Regions from separate parts of the Zea mays genome. Here all the other regions are linked to region 3. The links are chromatin contacts, called in public Hi-C maps. All regions are on one chromosome and are shown on one strand. Each heading gives the region's core, a stretch centred on a gene start, on an enhancer-like site or on the middle of the called end of the contact. The rest is flanking DNA. Distances are from core to core; before and after follow the strand shown.

The links. A called contact is a pair of places that touch in the nucleus more often than the background predicts.
Region 1: a contact with region 3 is called in a Hi-C map of tassel, with 5 times the contacts expected there. The contact joins the promoter of LOC100278901 here to the promoter of LOC103627710 in region 3. A contact is called at or near these places in 4 of 25 Hi-C or Micro-C datasets (ear, leaf, tassel and 1 more).
Region 2: a contact with region 3 is called in a Hi-C map of endosperm, with 4 times the contacts expected there. The contact joins the promoter of LOC100381831 here to the promoter of LOC103627710 in region 3. A contact is called at or near these places in 6 of 25 Hi-C or Micro-C datasets (bundle sheath, ear, endosperm and 2 more).

Annotation. Positions count from the first base shown.
Region 1 is chr5:214,786,745-214,789,539 of Zm-B73-REFERENCE-NAM-5.0, reverse strand. It overlaps LOC100278901, which reads left to right and starts at 1,282. Exons shown (of 1, transcript NM_001152028.2): 1 at 1,282-2,293. The coding sequence starts at 1,396. The coding sequence ends at 1,935.
Region 2 is chr5:214,412,422-214,415,395 of Zm-B73-REFERENCE-NAM-5.0, reverse strand. It overlaps LOC100381831 (Protease Do-like 9), which reads left to right and starts at 1,581. Exons shown (of 9, transcript NM_001174625.2): 1 at 1,581-2,206; 2 at 2,503-2,702; 3 at 2,845-2,974. The coding sequence starts at 1,678.
Region 3 is chr5:214,542,514-214,545,307 of Zm-B73-REFERENCE-NAM-5.0, reverse strand. It overlaps LOC103627710 (kinesin-like protein KIN-4C), which reads left to right and starts at 1,472. Exons shown (of 27, transcript XM_020538690.1): 1 at 1,472-1,812; 2 at 1,888-2,032; 3 at 2,351-2,497; 4 at 2,591-2,743. The coding sequence starts at 1,769.

The sequences.
Region 1 (2,795 bases), core at 33-2,532, 240 kb before region 3:
GTCAGTGGACTAGTTGATTGGCCAATATGCTCTGATTGATACAATGGATATAGTAAAACACATGATTTAGACACACCGACTGTATCATATCGTGTTTAAGATGTATCTTATGCTTGGAATATCGTGCGGCAGTATCATACATGCCCTAATCCCTCTATCATAAATTAGACCATGTTTAGGAGAGCTTCACTTCAAAAATTTCAGCTCTATATTAGTTTTTTCTATCGAAATAGGTCAAGCTCCACGAGCTCTAGCTTAAAAAAAACTAAAGACTAATTTTATGAAATTTTCGAAGCTCCTCAAATGGTGCTCGAAAAACACTCTTATACCATGTCTTATCAATTCGTTGAAGTTGTTTTATGGTGAAGCTGTAATTTTTTGAAATAAAACCCTCCTAAACATGACCTTAGTATTCGTTCTACCTAAATTTAAGTTTATATATAAAATACATACATCAACTGTTATACGAATTCATTAGAAATATCTGGTATGGGCCTATGCGAGTGTTCCATCCGCATCCGCTGCAGAAAGAAGGAAACCGAACCCGTCTATCTCTATGGGCTCTGGTACTTCCTTGGTGTCTTCTGGAATCAATAAATATCTACAAGTACCAGCGAGCACCGTGTGGTGGATTCAGTTATTCAATAATAATGCAGTGCAGCGTGCAAACGTCGGCGCCAGGCGTCGCGTAGCTGCGATGGCACGTCCCCGCCGCATCAGCACAAAATGCAAATGGCACGTCGAGCCCGCGCGACGACAACTGTACCTGTACTGACGCGAGCCGCGGCGCAACCGCCAGCTCATTCGTCCCACTCGCTCCTGCACGGCGCACGGTCGATGACGGCCAGGAGTACATGCAAATGCAGGAATATTAGTAGTACACAGAACCAGCTGGCATCTTCATAAAAACCACATCAGCGAGAACAATAATATGGTGTGGAATTATGTTTTTACGATGGACCAACTCGCATAAATAAATATATTTTATGAAGGGCTCCTGCAATTTATTTTCACAAGTTTATTTAGGGCTAAATCCAAGTACCCACCCATGACCAATGCCATGCTTTTGCACAATGTAAAGAAATTCACTCGCCTGTGCACGATCCGTTGGAGAAGAAAAGTAAGCGCAGAGGGTTTGCGAACGTTGCGACGTCCCCCACCGGGCCCGCGCCTCCCGGCCCACGTCAGCGAGCCGCGCCAACCGTTGACTCCACCCGCGGCCGCGTCGAAACCATCAAACCACCCCCGATAAAAACCGCAGTCGCCCGCTGCCCAAAGGCCAAGAGCCCCCCAAAAAGATCCAGCCGCCGCGCGCCGCGGCCCCTGACCCTGAGCCTGTGAGGGAACGCAGAAGAGGGTTTCCGTGCCGCGCCACACGACCCCCCCCGGCGGGCGATGGACACCGACCACGGCGGCGCGTCGGCCGCGGGCATGGACGAGGCGGAGGCGGCCTTCTTCGCGCGCGGGGGCCGGCGGTGCTGCTGCTTCCCCTGGCCCGCCGCCGCCTCCTCCTCCTCCTCCCACCAGCGGGTCGGCGGCGCCGCGGCGGCGGCGGCGGCGGCGGCGGAGGAGACCTGGTGGCAGCGCGCGGTGGACGCGGTGCTCAAGGTGCGCGAGTGGTCGGAGCTGGTGGCCGGCCCGCGGTGGAAGACCTTCATCCGGCGGTTCGGCCGCAGCGGCCCGCCCGCGCGGCCGCACCACCACCACTTCGGCGGCCGCAAGCTCAACTACGACGCGCTCAGCTACGCGCTCAACTTCGACGAGGGCCACGGCGCCAGCCCCGAGGGCGACTACACCGGCTACCGCGACTTCTCCGCGCGCTTCGTCGGACCGCCTGCCTCCGCCAAGTCGTCCATGGACCTCGGCGGCCGCGACGCGCCGCCGCTCTTCGGCCCGCCGCCGCTGCCGCCCCACGACGGAGCCGGCCGCGCCTGACCGCCACATCGGTCGTCGGACCGGAGCAGGGGAAGGAACGCTGATTGAGTGGTCAAAGGAAAGGTGTCCAAAGTATCTCAGGAAAAAAAATGGTGACCGGTTCGGGTGGATTTGAGGATTCCGCGGGCGTCCCGGTGAGAATGGTGAGCGAGATCGCTGCTACAATTCCTTCCTCCCCCTAGTCCCCTTCGTCCGTTCGGTTGATTGATTGGTTTAGCCACTGTAAAAATGAGATTGCTACTGCTGCTACTACTACATTCGTTGTCATGTTACCTGCTGCTGTAATGAATCCGTTCACCCTGTACTCCGTACCAATTTTGTCCCAACATTGAAACGAGGTGCACAAACCTTTGCGATTTTCCTTCTGGCATGTCGTGATCGCGCGCCAGTTAGCATTGTTTGCTTCCAAGCCTAGGGAGTTGGGCCGGAAACTTGCATGATTAGCCAGAGCAAGCAACAGAATCCGAATTCTAAACTCTAGGTGCGAAAGCTTTGCCGTGTTGCCAGCTGTGACTGATTGCGACGCACGGATGGGAAAACCTTGCATGGAGGCGTTCTTCTTCTGGACGCTTTAATACTGCGCCCGTGCGCATCGTGGTTTCTGGTCCAACAAGTAAACCGCAGGCCAACAATGACCCGCGGTTTCGTCGAATCCACCTGCTGCTGATGATGAACAAGTCTTCTCGTCGTAATCCTGCCGTGCCGTCCGTGTGAACGGCGGCCTAGTCGCTTTTATAGCGGCGGTGTCAAACTGTCAACGGTAACTTTGACTCTCAGGATGTGATTAGATAGATGTTCAAGCAGGCCAGCAGGGCCTCCATTACTTTGCATGATCACGGGGATCAGGCCACATCCTTGGG
Region 2 (2,974 bases), core at 332-2,831, 130 kb after region 3:
ACGTGAATTTACTTCTGTTTAAGGGCTAAAATACAAAAAATTCGGGCCAGTCGGCATCTCTCTTTACTTGCGGATCCGAGCTGCTCGAGCTCGGCAGCTCGCTATGCTCGTGGATAAGAACAGGATGCCTCTGCTCTGACAGACAGCCGGAGGCAGGCGATTCGAGAGGTTCAGAGAGGGTGCGTGGGTTGGAGATCGATCCAGATGCCACTTCATTTGGCAGCACAAACTCGGTGCTTTCTTTTTTTCTGCTATGGCATGATGCCCTCCCTGCTACTACCACGGACCCAAATGCGGCGGCCTTGTTAGCAGCATCAGGCTGGAATGATGGAGCTGATCAGCTGCAATTGGCATCCGATGCTAATATATGATGTGACATGCTCCCCGTCTCACTGATCGGGTCAGTGCTCTGCAACTAATCTGCTGCACCTGAAGAAGAAAGCATAGCGGGATGAAAAAAAAGACATGGCTGTCAGCAGCAGCAGCCTACCGAAAAGAGTGTGAATGGTTAATAACTCGGAGCACCTCTAGTGACAGTGACGCTTTAGAATATCTCATTGATGGATGCATTGGAGCATGTACTGAAAAAACCAGGACTGAAAATGATGGTCCTCGCAGAGGATGGAGAAGGAGACCCTGCAGTCTGCACGCAGGACGGACAGTCTCAGTGCTAGTTCAAAGGCAGATTGCCAGGATGAGATTTCAGTTCAACCTCGTCGTTGAGCTACTCCCTTCGTTTCTTTTTAGTTGTCGCTGAATAGTTTAATTTTGCACTATCCAGTGACAACTAAAACGAAACGGAGGGAGTACAAGGTTCACTCTCCTCGACCCCTCACCATCTCTGCGAAATGGAATGGAGAAGTGGAGGATTCTTGGGAGCGTCTAGGCAGTCTGTACCTTTACAGCGACCACTTGTCTGACCGCAGTATTTCTCACTAAACAGCAGAGATTGCCACATCAACCGTCTAATCATGAAACCGATGGATGGAGATTGAATTGTCGATGTCTGGAAGTAACTGAACCTTGTGTACACAGTCATGGTTCACATACCAGGTCCTGCATAGAATGGTTTTCCTTATGCATCTGAGCATCTTCAAGTGACAAGTGGGCTATTTGGCACAAGTCACTGTCAGCCTCAGGAGGTTGATCAGCTAAGCTATGACAAGTCAGGTCTCCGATGTGCAAAGTGGAAAGCACCATCGCAATGCGCAGCGGTGTCCCCTCCAAATCAAGAGAGGTGTAGTCACATACTTTGCACGCATAGAATGCTGCTAAGCCTGAGGGCTGAGGCGTACGCCATGCCAACGATTCGATTATCCTTCTGTGTGACCTTCTGCAAGCACATGTTGTTGAGTATAGTGACTGACGTAGACTAGGAACGGTCAGGACAGGCCTAGAGACGTCATTCAGTAGTAAACACAGTGCAGTGCTGGTGGACTGTATATTTCAATCAGACAAACAATGGTAGGGCAGCAGTATCGCTTCTAAACAAATGGAACGTCACGATGCGCAAACCAACTGACAAAAACACTCCAGTCTGTGAAACAGTGGAACCCTGAATCAATCCAGCCCAATCCGGCCTGCACGGCCCGCCTCGAACCGGGCCGACACTCCTCATCTTCCCCGGTTCGGCACTTCGGCTCGTCCTCCTCGCGGCGAAACCCTAGCCCGCCCCCCATGGACGATCCCTCCTCCGCCTCCAACAAGCACAAGCGCAAGCGGGGGCGCAAGCCCAAGGCGTCGCCGCCCTTCCCCGACCGCTCCTCCCCCTCTCCCTCGGCCGCCCCCGCTCCGGCTGGGCGTCGTGGCCGCAAGCCGCGACGTCACGAGGCCCCCGCCGACGCGGACGCCACGCGTCCGCCGTCCCCGCCCCGCCGCGGGGAGCCGAAGCCGGTGGCAAACGGAGGCGATGTGGTGGCAGTGGCGGAGTCAGGCCCCGCGAGCTGGGATGAGGTGGTGAGGGTAGTGCCGTGCATGGACGCTGTGGTCAAGGTGTTCTGCGTGCACACGGAGCCCAACTTCTCGCTGCCGTGGCAGCGGAAGCGGCAGTACAGCTCCAGCAGCAGCGGATTTATCATCGGCGGCCGCCGTGTCCTCACCAATGCTCACTCCGTGGAGCACTATACCCAGGTTAAGCTTAAGAAGCGCGGCTCCGACACCAAGTACCTTGCCACCGTCCTGGCCATCGGCACAGAGTGCGACATTGGTGCGCCCGCTCTCCCCATCCCTGCCACTGTCTCCATTGTTTATTTCTTACTCTTAGTTTTTTTTCTTCTTATTGTGATGTTGGGTTTGTCCATTGTAGTCGTGAAAATCGGATGCATAGTAATTTCTATATTGTTTTCTTGGAGAAATACACCAAGATCATTTTTTATGGTATCTATGAAACTTCTGAGGTTATAGCATCGTTTGAGTTATGGCATGGTACTTATCATACAGTTGATTTTTCATGTTGCTTATGCAATCTAATTTGATATTATTCGTTTGTTCTATCTGTCTCAGCGCTCTTAACTGTCAATGACGATGAATTCTGGGAAGGAGTTTCACCTGTTGAGTTTGGAACATTACCAGCCCTTCAGGATGCAGTTACTGTTGTTGGTTATCCAATTGGAGGAGATACCATATCCGTGACAAGTGGAGTGGTCTCTAGGATAGAAATACTTTCATACGTTCATGGTTCTACAGAACTTCTAGGATTGCAGGTACATTTTTTTTCCTGAAATTATGATAACTTCAAATAAATCTTTTTATAAAGATAGATGTTGCAAGTGAAGTAACTATTTTGAGAAACCATGACTTATCGGCTCACCGACGTGTCTAATACGGGCCTTGTCTTGTTGATAGATAGATGCAGCTATTAATTCAGGAAATTCAGGTGGCCCAGCTTTTAATGATAGGGGAAAATGTGTCGGTATAGCTTTTCAGTCTCTTAAACATGAAGATGCGGAGAACATAGGTTATGTGATACCGACTC
Region 3 (2,794 bases), core at 223-2,722:
ACGCTCACCACGGCATGGTTTGCGAGGAATAGGCGAGGTCGCCCAGTCAGAGGAGATAGGGCGGGGGTCGCTTCTCTGGGAACGGGTTGCTGGAACCGCATATGTGGCAAAGGAGATGGGGAGAATGAGACGTTGTTGGCGAGAGACGGAAGGAAGGAGACAGCGGCGGCGAGCGGATCGCAAAGCAGGTCTGCTGACATTGCGGCTACCAAATCCTAACGATGTGCGTCGCGGGTTTGGAGGCAGGCAACGCGTGGGGGGGGGGGGGGGGGGGGGGGGGGGGTGTCGCGTCTTCACGAGCATGGCGTCGTCTTTGGCAGACTTCGCGCAGGTGTTGGAGGCGTCGCGACTTCACGAGCATGGTGTCACCTCCGGCGGGCTTCGCTCAGGTGCTGGGGGCATCGCGACTTCGCGAGCAAGGCATAATCTCCGGCGGGCGTCATGTGTGGGCGGGCAGGCAAAGGCAACACGAGGTGGAGCGTGGCATCCCTAGCATCGCGGGATGCGAGAGAAGCAATGGTGGCTGCACTTCGAGAATTATGGGCTATAAGGGAGGCGGGGGCGGGTGCATGGGGCCGTGGATGCCCTCCTTAGGTAGTGTTTGGTTGAGGAGCCAAGTAGAATGGAGTCGTTCCATCCCTGATTCTAGGAACGGAGCCGCTCTGTTTTGTGTTTGGTAATCTGGAATGGAGCGGCTCTGTTTTTTGTTTGGTTGCAGAGTGAACGGAACGGAGCGTGACTGTGAGAGCGAGATAGGAACGGAGCGGCTCCGTCCAGTTGATTTTTTGGAGCAGAATGGTTCCGGATCTGAGGAGAATATTCCCTAATTGAAGCCATTTCGTTTTAGTTACTTTGTAACCAAACAACAACAAAACTAGGACAGAACGGCTCCGTTCTACTTGGTTCTTTAACCAAACACTACTTTAGCTTTTTAATAGAGTAGTATAGATATAGAACTTAATTATAAAACTAATTATAAATATAAGAACTAAACGACATGACGAATCTATTAATTCTAATTAGTCCATGATTCACACATGTGATGCTACACAACCTGTTGGCTTGGTTTTAATTCATACTGGCTTGTACTACTTCTACAATATTTTTATCTTTATAAATTGCAGCTGCAACTGACTTTAATCTGAAGCGAAATATTTAATAATTATAGATTAATTATGTTTGAAAGTTTTTCTCAACATTTAGTCTTCATATATATATATATATAATTAATTTTGTAATTAGACTATAACCAAATAAACCTAACGAAAAGAGCCGTTACCATGTAGAGCCGTCATTTCCTATCGTTTGAATTCGAAACCGCACCCGAACGTGGAGTTGTCTGCTGCGATGCATGCCTGCATCTGGGGCACCACCCTCCTCCCCAACGTCCATGGACCACGTTTGCAGACAATGCCTAACGCACCCATGACCCACCAAAGGAACGGTAGATCGAGCAATGAATCAGTAAAATCTACGGGGCAGATGCACCGTGCGCATAGACCAGGTTCGTCGACTCTTGACAGGCTCGTTACGGCTCCATTCAGTGACCGGTCTGCGTTAAGACTTCAGTAATCGGGCCGCACCTCACGCGACGCCCTAGTTTTTCGAAATCCTCCGAGCGGCCGCTTCTCGCTCTCACCCGTTCGCCGTTCCGCTCGTCTCTCTCTTCCTCCCCCGCTCTCTCTCTCCCCTCGAGGGGGCGATCGACCCAAGCCTAGCTAAGCTCGCCGCATCCTAAATCCGCAAGCAACGTGCAGCTCGCCGTTGTATGTCGCAGGGCGTCGCCAATCCGGCTCGATCCGCCGGTTTAAGGTGAGTTTTTCTTTTGGGGGAGATTTTAGGGTATTCTCTGGTGTTGTCTATTCAGTCTGGCGAAATCATGATCAGGGTTCCGATGGAGACCTCGGAGGCGGCGGCCGCGCATCCGCAGAAGGACAGTGTGAAGGTGGCCGTCAACATAAGGCCGCTCATCACGGTGGAGCTGCAGGATGGCTGCACGGATTGCGTCACCGTCACGCCGGGCGAACCTCAGGTACCGATCTGGTAGTGTCTGATTGGTTTGGTCTGGGACTTGGGATTGATGAGTTCATCAGCATCGCTTGGATAAAAAAATGGACGGGGTGTACATTGACGCTGAAGCTCTTCGGATTTATGCTCAGGACCATCGTATTTGCTGATTTCGCGACTCTTCTATAGTATTATATAATTTCGTAGCAGAAATTACAATATACTTGTTGAATCAGATTCTGAACGTATATAAGCTCAGCATATGCCTCTTTGTCAGGGTGTTCATTTTTTGAAATGGCTAGCAAGTTCAAACATATGATCATTTGTTTCTGTGTTGTTTCAGGTTCAAATTGGGCCCCACGTATTCACCTTTGATCACGTCTATGGCAGCTCGGGCCCTTCATCATCATTAATATTTGAGCAATGCGTGCACCCCTTGATCGATGCATTGTTCAGCGGATACAATGCCACTGTTCTAGCATATGGCCAGGTGCAATTCTTTTGTGTGATGAAGTTTGTTTTGTTAGAGGACTGTCTTGATGATTATTTTGTTACTGAAGTCGTTTTCCTTTGACAACTGTAGACCGGTTCTGGCAAGACATACACAATGGGTACTGACTATAGTGGTGAAGGGAACTGCGGAGGGATAATTCCTCAAGTTATGGATACAATATTTAGAAAAGTTGACACCTCAAAGGATGGCTCAGAGTTTTTAATTAGAGTATCTTTTATTGAGGTGAGATACCTAGTGGCACTTGTCTCTTTCTTTTTTGTACCAGCATCTCTT